2 separate regions of the Mus musculus genome follow, and region 2 is linked to region 1. Evidence: chromatin contacts called from public Hi-C data. All regions are on one chromosome and are shown on one strand. The core of a region is the stretch at or near the end of the contact, and the rest is flanking DNA. Distances in the headings are between cores, read along the strand shown. Region 1 overlaps Gm5089 (predicted gene 5089). Region 2 has its middle 9.1 kb from the start of Gm33769.

Region 1 (6,703 bases), core at 787-3,286:
CACCAAGGCTGAGTGAGCCACCAAGGCTGAGTCTGCCGTAGGGACACAGACGTGGGTGATGAGGTGGGAAGGGGACTTGGCTGCTCATCAGATTAATTAAAAAAACATACCTGTTTATATTTTTATGTAGCTCAATGGCAGCCACTTTGCCTGTATCACCCCCTTGTTATTAATTCTAGGGGGCTAAATTATGGATAACACTATTAAAACATTATCAGAACTAATGAGAAACAATTACTTAGAAAATGAGCCAGGACAAGATTGAGCTGAGAACATCAGCGGTTGATCTCCACAGATTAGTTTAATAAATCATCAGGTGCGATGCGAGAATGACTGGACGGACGCAAAGCCTCGTCACGGGAAAATGAAATTGCGATTCTTTTTGCATAATTTTTTCATTAATCTCAATAGGACCCGTGTGGTGTCGATTGCTTTATGCCTTTAATACCTTGCCCGAGGGGGGGGGGGTGCCCAATAATGTCTTCATTGTTTTACTGAGGTCTTAATGACAATCTGTGACAAACTCATTTTAATGTATAGAGGATTGTATCGGCACAGTCATGTTTTATTGAAAGGGTAAGGAGAATTCTGGCTGGTTGGGGGGCACCCCTGGGACGGCAAGTTAGGGACTTTCTTCAGCCTTGTCTCCAGTTTTCCACAGGGCCACACTGGCCCCCACTGCTCTAGAGACAGGTCGGGAAATAGTGTCCCGGGGATGAAGACTTCACCGCCTGTAGTTTGAATTTGAAAGTCTTTGATTGCCTGGCATATTTTGCTGGATAAATAGAACCAACCATGCGGTGTTCCGCTCTCTAAAATAGAAGTCATTATCGCCAGGAACACCTTTGCACTCAATAGTTTTGTGGGAGTTGGGGAAACTTTATTTAGAGACTATGGAATTTTCTTAGTTGGCACAGGAAGAGGAGAGAATACGGGCTTTACAGCTCCCCTTGTCCCCTCCCCCCCAACACACACCCCTTCCTCTTTCTTCCTCAGGACAGTATGCTTTTAGAGCTTGCATTTATTTTGCCATCTGAATCCTCTGCGTTTTTTTTTCCACGGGAACTTGTGAATATTATTACCAGTGGAGAGCACAAGAAGGGTCTGTAAATCCAGGGCTTGGGAACAGTGCCCTCTCCCGGGAGGGCCCCCTGCAAAGCCCTCACTTTGTAATTTAGGGGAAGTAATTACCTGACCCTAACATTGAAATGCTAAAGCCTAACTCTTCTTTCTTCCCACCCTCTGTTTTCAACTGGGGCCAGGGATGGCTAAGTAAGCGACCCGAACTGGAACGGAAATTACTTTTTAGTACCTGTAAAACTTGCGCAGTGGGACCCGGCAGCTTGTCCCGGTTCTGTGGTGGGTGACTTTTGTCGCTGGTGGACATGGTTTGTTTAGATTCTAGTAATTATTTGACACCCCACCTCCTTCAGAATCCGTAAAGATAGCCAGAAATACAAAGCAAGCGCCAGGAAGGCACCAAAGTCCTCCTGGACACGCAATTTGTGGCGATCTACTCAGTTTCGTCTAAGCAGGTTATTTACGTTTTCGAGGACTATGTAACTGTGTCCTTCCTTTTACATAATTTTTCCCCCTTTCTTTTTTCATTGTGACTGACCGGCTGGGTTTTCTTTCGCTCCTTCGGACGGGAAGAGCAAGGCAAGCCTGGAACTCCCGTACCGCTTAGGAAGGAGACGTGCTCAAACGGTCAGGACACGCGTGTAGGTAGATGTTCTTCTGTTCCGCACCACACACCGCATGCATCGGTGCGCGGGCGTCGCCCCGGAGTAGAGACCAGGCCTTGGGCACATTTCGGAGACCGCTGCCCTTCCCTGCGTGATGACTTACACCGGTGTAGCAGTGCTGGGGCGCAGCGGCCAGGCTAGGCCGGGGCCGCAGTGGGGGGATCCCCGTGGCCCAGTGGCCAGGACTGCGGGCCTCCCGGACCCCGTGAGCCTGTCGCGCAGCCGGGCTGTAATGGTGCGAGATCAAAGGCTGCCCGTGTCCCCGCGGAGCCGGGGACAATCCTTCGCCTTTGTGCCTGGTTGCTAGGAGCCGAAGAAACTAAGAGAAAGTGTCAGGAGCGAGTTAATCAGACTCGTTACAGTGTAACAATAACGTCTTTCTCGGGGCTCCTGGGCCCCCGCGCACCCCGTGCACAGGCCGGACACCTGCGCGGGGCCCATAGCCCGTCCAGGGGATCCGCCGCCCGGGTGTGTCGTAAACACCGAAGTTGGCTCCTGGGCCATGTGTAAAGAATTCTGGGGGAGACGCCAAACGCCAGGCAAGTCCTGGGCGAGTCCTGGTGTACTGGATCTGAGTTCCACTCTCTAAAAGATGACCCATCTGTAGGGCATAAGACCTGGAAAGATCCACGTCTTCTGCCTAGCCAGCTTCCTGGTTAACATTTCCCCAGATGCCACAAGCAACTTTGTGGATTTCTCTGCACGTCTGCGAGAGAAAACCACAAATTCTAATTCCCCAGGGTAAGAAAGAAGCAGATGTGAGTAAATATATCCCCCCTCCCCCGAAGGTCTTAAGGGGAATCGCTGCGCTCACGAATATTTAACTAAATTCATATTCAGCCAACACCTGTTGAGTTCCCTGGATGTCAGACAACTGTCCAAAAGTCACAGAGCGATCCACAGATGAGTTCTCTTCAAATCGAAGTACCCATGGAGCACGCCAGCACTTGGGAAGCAGAGGCAGGGGGACCTATGTTAGTTCAAGGCCAACCTAGTCTGTATAGTGAGTTCCACATTAGCTAGGTCTACATAGATAAATAGATCTACATAGTGAATAAATTAATTAATGAAAGGGAAAAAAGAATTTAAAACGTTGCCAGGCAGCCGGGCAGTGGTGGCGCATGCCTTTAATCTCAGCATTTGGGAGGCAGAGGCAGGTGGATTTCTGAGTTCAAGGCCAGCCTTATCTACAGAGTGAGTTCCAGGACAGCCAGGGCTATACAGAGAAACCCTGTCTCAAAAACAAAAACAAAAACACAAAACAAAACCAAAACAAAAAACAAAAACGTTGCCAGGCAGTGAAGGCACATACATTCAAAAGGCAGAAGCAGGCCGATCTCTGTGGGTTCAAGGCCCACCTGGTCTACAGAGCAAGTTCTAGGATAGCCAGGGCTACACAGATAAACCCTGTCTCAAAAACCAACCATCACCACCACCACCACCACCAACAACAACAAAACCAATCAACCAAACAAAGAATCATTTAAAACATTCGAAAATCCAGCAATCCATACTCTTCCCTGTATCTCTCCCTTGGAAAACGGTCTCTGCAGTGTGTGAGCCATGCAAAGGCATGGTGAGGTCTGAGGAATGAGGTCCGCCCTTCTGTAGTATGCACATGGTTCCACAGACTTGCCTAGAGGACCTGCTAGTTGCTGATCTGATGACCAGACCATGCAAAGCCGTGCTCAGCCACAGCTAGAAGATTGGTCAAGGTGAGTTGACTTTCTCATAGGTGACCTCTTACTTGGAAACCGAACCAGACTTCTAGACTGGAACTACAGCACCCTAAGTTAAATTAAAGCCAGCAGCCTCTTAAGACCCCACATGGAACTCAGTAACCGTGGAGGAGTCTGCTTCAGTCTCAGCCAATTTTGGAAGGGGAGGTGTTGAGACAGGGTCTATCTGAAGCCCTGTGTGGCTTGGAAGTTCCTTTGTAGATCAGGCTTAAAGATAGAGATGTACCTGCCACTGCTGGTGTTAAAGGCTCTGCTGTGCCAGGCACCCCAACCCCAACATTCTTGTAGATTCCTCACAGGCAAACTAAACAAAAAACAAACAAACAAACAAAAAAACCCACACATATTCCTTAGGTTAGGGTCTTGGGGCATGGGAGGAGCTCTAGGGGGAAAAATTCTTTATGCGAATAACAAAACTTTCTCTCTTGAGGCTAGAGGCAAAGGAAACTAGTTAGATGGGCTTAGCCCATAAAAACCCTCACCTCCGTGCCTGGTCCCTCAGACTTAAGTGGTGGAAGGAGAGAACCTACTCCTGCAAGTTGTCCTCTGACAACACACACAATAAATAAGAGAGAAAGAAAGTAATGTTTAAAGAAAGAAATACAAGAGGGGACCAATACTGTGAGTCATACTATCTATCTGCTGAGTTGGAAGCTGTGAAGACAAGCTGGAAGCAGTAAAGACAAGCTGGATTTTTTTTCTTTTCTCTTCTTTCTTTCTTCTTTCTTTCTTTCTTTCTTTCTCTCTCTCTCTCTCTCTCTCTCTCTCTCTCTCTCTCTCTCTCTCTCTCTTTCTTTCTTTCTTTCTTTCTTTCTTCTCTTAAGGATGTCTAGCTGGTTTAACCCAGGTTGTTTGTTTGGTTTTTGGGTTTGTTTTTTTTTTGTTCTTAAACAAGGAACTAATTTGCCTTTGTCCTTTAGATACACAGCTAGTGTCACAAAGACAAGGAGTGTTCTGCTGCCTTCAGAGGGCTCCTTGTGGTGTCTGCAGAGGAATACTCTGGGTATCCAGCTTTATATCCCCTAAGCACCAGAGGACAGAAGGGACAGGTCAGTGGGAGCCCCTGGGTTTTTCTGACGAGGAGGGTGAATAGATGGTTTGCTCATCCCATAAAAACACTTGCTAAGCAACCCAGCTGACTGGAGTTTGGTTTCTGGAACATACTGAGAAAAAACAAGAAAACAAACAAACAAACAAAAAACCAGACAAAAGCCCAGATACAGTGATAGGCATCTGTAATCTTAGAACTTCTTTGGCAGAGCATGAGGTGCAAAACAGAGAAACTGGGAAACTGGAGCAGAAAATTGAAGGTGGCTTAGTGTATAATATGTGGTATAGGGGCGGAAATCAGAAAAAGACGGGCTTGGAAAGGTTAGAGGCAAGAGCCCAAAGTAATCCTCAAACCTCCATGGATGAACACACACACACACACACACACACACACATACACACACAGGGTGGGGAGACACAGTAACAGTCTAAACCCTATGACAGAGTTACCAGGAATTCCTGTAGGCTGAGAGCTCTATGGCGCTTCTCCCAGGCTTGCCTGAGACAATCTGGCTGCTGTGGTCACCCTTTCCTGTGTGTGTAGTACTGGCTTCTCTAACTGCAGGGACTTTTTTTGAAGTCCCTTTCCATCATTCTCAAGACTCCTAAGCTTTCCAGACACGCCTGCCTGTGAGGGCTCCTCAGCCCCTCAGAGGGCTACAGGACTGCCTCTCTCCCAGTATGTTATACTGGATTGTTACTGGAAGACTTCTTTAGGTGTGTGTGCGCTCACATAGTGCACACGTTGGACATTGTTGTGCTCCTTGGGACACTTGTCTGCTCTCATTCCTCACCTGCCAGGTATGAGCTCCAAAAACAGTGTATTGTTAAAACTAGGGCTTGTGGGTCTCTCCCCATCAATTAGCACTCTGGTCCTGGCTCTCTCACTAATCAGTTGTTACATTCACACTTAGATATTCTCTAAGTCTCAGTTTCTTCAACTACTCAAAAATAAACAACAGCAACACCCCAAAACCTGGCCCCAAGTGTTGCCATGGACATATGCCCTATGAAAGTGGCCCTTTGAAGATTCCCCTTTTGATCAGCTGAGGAGACAGGGCCTTCAGCTACCTGAATGTCCAGCATCCACCCAACTGTGTGGCCCAAGTCCTCACTATTCCCAGGGTGACCTGCACCCATAAGGAAGGAGCCTTAGAGAGAGAGAGAGAAAGAGAGAGAGAGAGAGAGAGAGAGAGAGAGAGAGAGAGAGAGAGAGAGAGAGAAGAGAAGAGAAGAGAAAAGAAGAGAAGAGAAGAGAAAAGAAGAGAAGGAAGTAAAGGAGGGAGAAAAGGAGCCTTATATTTGCATGTGTATGAACTGTGTTAAGGCAGGCATCCTCCATGCTTCTTCCTGGGCAGAGGCTCTTCTTTGTTGTTACTCTGTTGCTGTTTTGAGGAGTGAGTCTCACTATGTAGCCAACTGGCTCTCAACTTGCTATGTGGACCAGGCTGATCTTAAATGCTCAGTGAGTGATCTTCTTAACTCTGCCTCCACAGTGGGTTTACTGGTGTGCTTTCCTTTCTACTAATGAAGCTGGTTTTCTCCTTGGCTTCTATTAGTAGATGTGGTGGCGCACGCCTTTAATCCCAGCACTAGGGAGGCAGAGGCAGGTGGATTTCTGAGTTCTAGGCCAGCCTGGTCTACAAAGTGAGTTCTGGGACAGCCAGGGCTATACAGAAAAACCCTGTCTCAAAGAAACAACCACAAACAAACAAACAAACAAACAAACAAAAATATATGTTCTAGCAGGAAAATACATTCATCTAGCAACTTCCATGTGTATTTCATAAGAGCCTTGTGGCTTTGTTAGCAATCTCCTCGACCTGTTGACAGACTATAAAGATTTATTTCAAGGGTGTTTGATTATAAACTTAAATTCCATCATTTTGTCCAAGCACATAGATAGAAACGGAAGCTCTAAGGGCCTTAGGTACCAGTCCTAGCTGAAAGGGGGCCAACATTCACATAGAGATGTAGGATACCAGGGACACTGACAGTCAAGTAATTTTTGATTTGCTCAAGGCCATACTACAAGGAGACCCATACCCTTGACAAGTCTGCAAATCGCTTGAAAAACCACACACTCCCAACTCAGATTCACAATTTCTCACTAAACATCTCTTCAACAGATCTCAGAGTGCGGCAGCATCAGAGGATCTTCCAGAAACA
Region 2 (7,347 bases), core at 1,154-3,653, 84 kb after region 1:
AAAATCACAGACTTTAAAAAAGTCCTTTTATATTTGGTATATTTGTGTATATGTAAAATAAAAAAGGTCAAACTTAAAAATGTCTACTCTTCTGTCAAACTTATACATTTGAGAAACTCATTTTATAATATGCAATTTGAGGAAGAGGATTTCATTTCCATTTTTGAAATCCAAATAAAATAGCTTTAAAAATTAGATTTGGACACAGTGAGATGGAGCTATCAGTGAAAAGTCTTAAAGTACCACTTATATCTATACTACTATCCAACACACACACACACACACACACACACACACACACACACACACACTTTTAAAGAAAATGTTTCAAATGAAGAGATCAGTTACATTAGTCACCTGACTTCAAATTGCTTTTTGGAAGAATCTAACAAGCTATTTTGTAAAAATAGCAAGAACATTGTCTAAAGTTACAGAATAACATTTTTTAAAATTTTCATGCAATAACTTATTAATTCAGAAATGTAACAAATAAGTTATTTGGGCAAAATATCTCATTTAGTTTTAACTATAGATTTTTACATAGGATGCTATTGTAGCTTATGTCAGTTCTCTCTCTCTCTCTCTCTCTCTCTCTCTCTCTCTCTCTCTCTCTACCTCATGCAGTTGAACTGTTAGCAACCTACCATTCTCTTGTGTTCTCAACAATCTTGCAGCTGAAAAACCAAATATGCAGGCTAGAAAGCACGTGGTTTTCTGCAGATGCCTGGAGGGTGCATAGCACTTTAGCTATCTTTTCTACTAAGTAATTTCAGAGTGAAATTAGCTTCATCATTTGACTCTTTTTTTCCCCTTAAAGTTTGAAGTACAAGAGACAGTAGGCATGTCGCTGAAATGCCACCTATTTCTATGCTTCAAGTTTCACTCTCTGTTCAAAATGCCTTTAAAACAAACTTTAAATTCATTTTTAAGAGAGGATTTTCCAAGAAGTGCTTCCTTTCCTGCTGCTAGGCAGCGCTACTCCCCAACCTCTTGGCTGGAACCCTTGCTTTCGATTTGTTTGTTTCACACATTTCCCTAAAGAACCCGGATCTTTGAGCCGTTTAATTCTGCTTTTAAAATACTATATTTCTGCCCTGCATCCTTCCCCGAAACAAATTGTTATCGAAAATGGATCAGATTTGTTCCAACTGTGGGATCTGGATCAATAGTCACACGATACAAATCTTTAATTTTTTTTTTTTTTTTTTTTGTCGAAGAAACCCACACGTTTTTAATGTAAAGTAGGGCTGTTTGCATCTTCATCAAAAATAAAAAGTCGCAATTATGGCCTGAGTAAGCCTTTCTTTATTATTATTTTTAGCCTGTGTATCATTACCTAACTGGTATGTGTTCTTCTGTCCAGCTCTTGATGATCTAGTTGAATCCTAGACATTGTGCCAAGAAGTGTATTTGAAGCAGATAAGTGCGTATAATACAAATGCGTTTTGTTAGACCTGATGGACGCTATTTTTCTTCTAATAGGTTTGTAGCAAACTAACACAATAACACAATGTATTCCTTTTCAAGGTACATTGTCGAAACAGGTCTATTAAGAGCGCGTTGAGCTATTTCTCGCTTCTATTGAACAGTCTGTTGCTCAAACACAACAGCCAACAAACGCCAGCTGCCTCAACAAAAGTAGAAACCTAACCCTTTTATGTAATGTTTTAGCAGAAAGGGTAGCTCTGTTTAATTAAAAACATTGATGGTCCAGTGAAACAATGGAAACTCAAGTTCAAGTGGTGTTCTATTGATTTAAGATGAGTTTTACTAGCTATGGGTATAATTCATTTTTCCCCAGCTCTCTCCTGTGTGAGGGGGTTCCTTCTTGGGGCATTATTTGGGTGAATAGAAAGACAGACACGGCTATTGCTTTAGAAACCTGATTAACAAACGTTGCTTTGAGGGTAAGGTGTTTAATTTATAAGTGCACCCCATATTTTTTGTCAGTTTATTCGCTGTGGGGAAGCTTTGAAAGTAGCTCCTCTCAGCAGGTTAAAAAGTGAAGTCTGCGTCCTGGCATTTAAATGTCTTTGTTATTGTGTCAAGCAAGTTGTTGAAAACTGCATGATCAGAATACTAAGGTTGGGCAGCTAAAGAGGCGTGTGTGTGTGTGTGTGTGTGTGTGTGTGTGTGTGTGTGTGTGTGTTCGCGTGCGCGCACGTGCGCCTCTGGGCACAGGACAGTGCGTGCGAGAACAATTATTTTCATCAGCGGCTGGTAGCTCGCTCCCGACTGCTCCTCTGTGCAGAACCGACGGCTTTCCAGCTTTCAACTCTGGAAGTGAGGCAAGACGGAATCCTCCATCACACTTCCTTCTGGGAGCCTTAGATGCTACCGCGGAGAGCCCGGCTCGCTCGAGGGCATCTAAACTGTCCTTTGACAGGGGGCATTCGAGAACCGAAAGGTTCTGGGTCCGCGCACCTGAGCCGCGCAGCGCAGCGAGGGCGGGGGCTGGAGGAGGTCGGTGCTCGGCTGGAGGTGGGCGGGGCAGGTGCGCGGCTCCCTGCGGCCCGCGGGGTGCAGCCCAGCCTTCCCGCCCCGCCAGGAGGGCTCCGCGCTCCTTCCTCGCCCTACCGCGCTTCGCAGCTGCCGGACCCCAGGGACAGGGGAGCAAGCAACTCTCATCAACTCCTCAGGACTAAACAATGGCCAAGGCTGGGGCGCCCTACACAAGGCCCCAGGCTGGGCAGACTTGGTTTGCTTTCTGCAATCGGGGCCTGGAAGTGGAGGCTTGTGGAGGGATGGTCAGACTCACTTCGAGCCTAAAGGCTTGCATTTTCATTGCTCCTGGCAACTAGCGAGGCTACCTTGTCTGCGTTTCTGGGACCAAGCTCCATGTGGGACAAGCCACATACAACCCTCTGAGGTGCACCCTGAAGACCAGAGAGCACAGGCATGGGTGAAGCCTGGAGCTTTGGAGTCTTTGTGAGGGCTTGTTGGGCCTACCGTCATGGTTAGAATCCAGGAGAACACTGCCAGAAGCAGACCAGAGATAGGGACTGTCCACATGGAACCCTCAGGCCCAGAATGAGTTATTTAAGCTCCTCCTGGTGTTTAAAGAGGTTTTTCAGTTTTAAAGAACGTTGTAAAAAAAATATCAGCTCTTAAAAAAAATGAGCTCTTCCTCATTACATGCTTCCCCACCCCTCAGCTAGACATGCACTGTTTCCTGAGACGGAGGAGTGTTCAAACATGTGTCGTCTTTTAAAAATAATACGAATTCATAAAGAGGAGGAGGAAGAAGAGTAGGAGAAGAAAGAGAAAATTTAACTGATACCTGAAGTATTCACCACTCCTTCATTTAACTGTGCAGCTGTTTTTAACTGTGGGCTCCCAGGGAAGAGACTTCTCTGAGATGCTGGTACCTTATAGAGCGCTTTGCTTTCCGTTGGCTCCTTGTAGTCATCCCTAATTAGAAATGCCTCAGAGGAGCCTTTATCCAGCCCATAAAGGAAGATCAAGTGTCCGCACAGTATATATTAATATAGGGTCCATACTCAGTAATTTGGAATTGTGTTTCTTCTTTCAACTTTTTCCTTTATGTCCTTTTTTTCCCTTCAAACACTTGTTGCCTGTGACACTGCTCTGACCTTCGCTCCTCCTTTTCAGGATGTTAGGATGAATGCTTGCTTCTTCTGGCAAAAAGACAGTAGGAAAGATAAAGTGTGGGCTTTCATTTTGGATCTGGATTACCAAACCACTTACATTTCTGTATTCATTTTCTTTCCAGAAAAGCAAAAAAAAAAAAAAAAAAAAAAAAAAAAAAAAAAAAAAAAAAAAAAAAAAAAAAAAAGTTTTTCCTGGCATTTTGAAAACTGAAATAAGGGTGAAGCATTATCTTAAACTGAAAGGACAGATTGTATGGAAGGTAGATTAAACGCTAGTGCTATTAACTCTCTTTTCTTAGAGAAGGGAAACTGGTCTAACTCAGTTTTAGTTTTGGTGTGATGGTTTTTTCATATTGGTCATCATTCTGGGAAGGATTTCAGTGGGCATTCTATTTCTATCTGTTTTAAAGTGTTTATACCAAAGGGAAATGTAGAAATTTTCAGTTATTAAAAATGATAGTATTCTTATAGAGTCAAAGTATTGATTTAAAACATCACAGAAGTATAATTATCTTCAGTGTAATATATTAGCAAAATGTGGCTATTTGAGGAACAACTTACTTTTCTAAGTAGTAATTTTTCTAATAGTCAGTTTAAAGCTTTGATATATTACTCCTATACCTTGACCATGTGGTTAAATTAGTCCCAGCTCTTGTTCTGTGTTTGTTACCAGTGTTCTTGCCCTGTTTCTTAACATGGCATCCAGTGCTGATAGAACTCAAAACTTCTCTAAGGCATAAAATAGATAATGGTACCATACATTTTTAAATCTTATTTTCAGCTTTTAATTTTAATTTTGAGATAAGGTCTCACTTAGCCAAGGTTGGCCTGGAATTTGATAGGTAGGCTGTCCTTGAATTCCTGATCTGTTTGCCTCTACCTTACAAGTGTTAAAGAGTTACAGGTGTATGCTACCAAACCCTGCTTTTCTTTAACTATTTACTTCCTTCTGTGGGCTTTGCCATGCCCTATTGTTACCTATCTGTGTGTACTATGATAGTGTCAGGGTTGTTGTCCTTACTGTCTGACATCTCTAGTGTGTGATTACTTTCCCTGAACATAGCTGGTTATGACTGTGTTGATATTGTGAAGATGCCAAGGGTTTGCAGTGTTCCTTGGTGCTTTTCTGTCACATATTCTGCCAGAAGATTCCAAAATGTATACTCTGTCACTAGTTTTGATACTGTTTTGTTTTGTTTTTTAAATTTAAAGTGTAATTTCTTCATGGAACACTGAAAGTACTTTTCACTAGAGAGAATTCCTAGAGTCAGGATCTCAGGTGCATTGTAGTTATTCTATTGTAAGCATCAAGCTCTTTGTTTCTAGATTAACTATTAGCTCTTCTCTTTGCTCACGATATCCTGCAGAGGCTTTTGAGTCTCCCAGGTCCATGCAGCTCAGTGAATATCTTCTTATCCTTACAGACTTGTTCATGTATGGACTTGATTTACAGAAACAGCTTAGACTGTATAGGTGGGCACATCTGTAATGTAATCCCAATGTTTCTATGTTGAGAAGGGATATGGGGACAAGAGAATGGCCTTTTAAATTGGAATATAACATTTCCTGTGAAGACACAAACAAGTGCCCGTTTACCCGTGATGGGTCCCAGCAACAGACTAAAGTGGAAATTCACTGAAGTCTAGCTTGGTGAGAGTAGTGGATTTGTTAGGCTTGCTTATAGAGAGCACTCATGAGTGGCCACTTACAGACACACAGAGGACAGCTGTATCATTCACTACAAAGTCCTGCCCCATTATGGATGGTGTGGTGTTTGAATGACGGCCTTGGCTAAGTGACCCCATAGACTCATATGTTTCCATGTTTAGTCCCCAGTTGTTGAAGTATATAGGAAGGATTAAGAAGTGTGGCCTTGTTAGAGGAAGTATGGCCTTGTTGGAGGAGGTGTGTCATTAGGTGTGGGTTTCAAAAGCCCTGCCAGGCCCTCTATCTCTGACTTTGTTTGTCTCCGATTGTCTTTGTCTATCTCTGTGCCTGTATCTGTGTCTCTGTCTGTCTCTGTCTCTCTGCCTGCTGCCTACAAATGAGGATATAAAACACTCAGCTGCTGCTCCAGTACTGTGTCTGTCTCCTTCCTATCATGATGATAACAGACTAAACCTCCTGAACCGATAAGCCAGCCTCCAATTAAATGCTTTCTTTTGTAAGAGTTGCTTTGGTCATGGTATCTCTCCACAATAATAGAACATTAACTAAGGCAGATGGGAACCTCATCAAAACTTTATCATGGAGTTCCAGTTTTAATTACCCTTTCATTTTTCTTTTCATACAGTATATTTTTTTAATTAGGATTTTTTTGGGGGGCAATCAAACCATGTGTTTATTGAGTGCCTGTTATGTGCTAAATATTTTTCATGGTACTTGGGACACAGCAGAGAATAAAACAAGGAGCCCTGCCTTGTGGAGAGTACAGTCTATCAACTGCACACTGCTGTGACCTTGGGCAAGTCACTGCACCCCTCTGCCCAGTAGACAGAGCTGGGTGTGGTACAGATGCTGACCAGGACAGCACCCTGACTCACCACCCCAGACAGCAGAGAGGGCTGCAGGTCGATTTTTAATAATCAGGTACACTGAGGAGAACTGAGAAGAAGTAAGCTATACAAGCTGTTGCTGCTGCTTAGTGGCAGCCTTGTTTGCCAGGTCCTTGGCCTTCTCTGTATCTGCCAGTGCAGTCTCCTTTGTTTTCTCTTTGGCCTCTTTGGCTGTCTCAACAAGTTTTTTTTGGAAGGGGCTTCACCTTGTAGCTTGGCCAGGATGTATTCAAAGCCCTTCATTGTCTTGGTCGCATTGCTTTTGAACGGGGCAAGACCAAATTCTTGGACAGCTCTGGAAACGCCAAATAAGCTAGATGAGACCCAGGCTTCCCGACGGATTTCGGTCCAGCTGCTATTGTCAGGGTTCACACAGTAAACATATCGTTCCTCCACCACCAGCAACTGGGTGTGGTTGATGTTCCAGGTGAAGATGGTCATGGTCTGATTCTGTGGGTCTACAATAGAGTCCTCTAGGATGTACAATGAGTGAACAACATTGGTAGGAAAGATTTGCTCTGCCCAACGTAGCATCCTATTGGTCTTGGTCAAGAGTCCCCAGACTCTCCTGGTCTTCTCCTGGTCCACTCTGTTTGGTTAAGAAGTGTTTGCTGTAGGGATTCAGGTACCATTGCCAGAAGGCAGAGAGCACTTGGTCCCAGGAACTTCGGAGCACGCTCTGGCCTAGGAAATATTTCACCATCGTCCAGCTTTGGGTGGGCTCAGCACCTGTGCAGCAGCAGGGTGAAGAGCCCGCAGTGGGGTGGGCATATGGCTAGGTACATGTCTGCCAGGCTCACAGCTCAATCAGCGCAGAGCGGCACCCGCCACGAGGGGGCTATAGGACTCAGGATTTAATTTTTATTTTATGTACATTAGTGTTTTTCCCTGCATGTATGTCTGTGTGATGGTGTTGGATCCCCTGGAAATGGAGCTACAGACAGTTGTGAGCTGCCATGTGGGTGTTGGGAACCGAACCCAGGTCCTCTGGAAGTGCTCTTAACCAATGAGTCATTGCTGTAGTTCCCTACTTTTTCACTTCTTATATACTCTAGCATGCAGCTGGGGAAGGGGAACAATAGCTAGAATCTCAGGTGAGGGTCTCCTGACCTTCCTCCCCTCCGTCTACTGGGGGGTGGTGGTGTTTAATAGTTCCATTGTCTGTGCTGAAGGTCTAGCTA

Evidence for each region. Hi-C and Micro-C count contacts between places; a contact is called where the count stands out from the background.
Region 2: a contact with region 1 is called in a Hi-C map of cerebellum, with 1.8 times the contacts expected there. The contact joins two enhancer-like sites. A contact is called at or near these places in 2 of 39 promoter capture datasets (the C10 cell line and cranial neural crest), 5 of 484 Hi-C or Micro-C datasets (cerebellum, granulosa cells, hemogenic endothelial cells and 2 more) and 2 of 115 datasets of contacts at active chromatin or transcription factors (both in embryonic stem cells).

What each region holds. Positions count from the first base shown.
Region 1 is chr14:122,404,910-122,411,612 of GRCm38.p6, forward strand. All of the region lies in intron 1 of Gm5089 (predicted gene 5089), which reads right to left. Among named protein-coding and RNA genes, the nearest start is that of Gm25464, 20 kb to the left of the region's middle. Within about 2 kb of position 2,037, at least 69 of the 459 cell types and tissues checked have an H3K27ac peak or open chromatin away from gene starts, as enhancers often do. A contact at or near this core is called in cerebellum, where this site is marked.
Region 2 is chr14:122,488,383-122,495,729 of GRCm38.p6, forward strand. It overlaps a transcript of Pcca not described here and the pseudogene Gm9399. Among named protein-coding and RNA genes, the nearest start is that of Gm33769, 9.1 kb to the left of the region's middle. Within about 2 kb of position 2,404, at least 42 of the 459 cell types and tissues checked have an H3K27ac peak or open chromatin away from gene starts, as enhancers often do. A contact at or near this core is called in cerebellum, where this site is marked.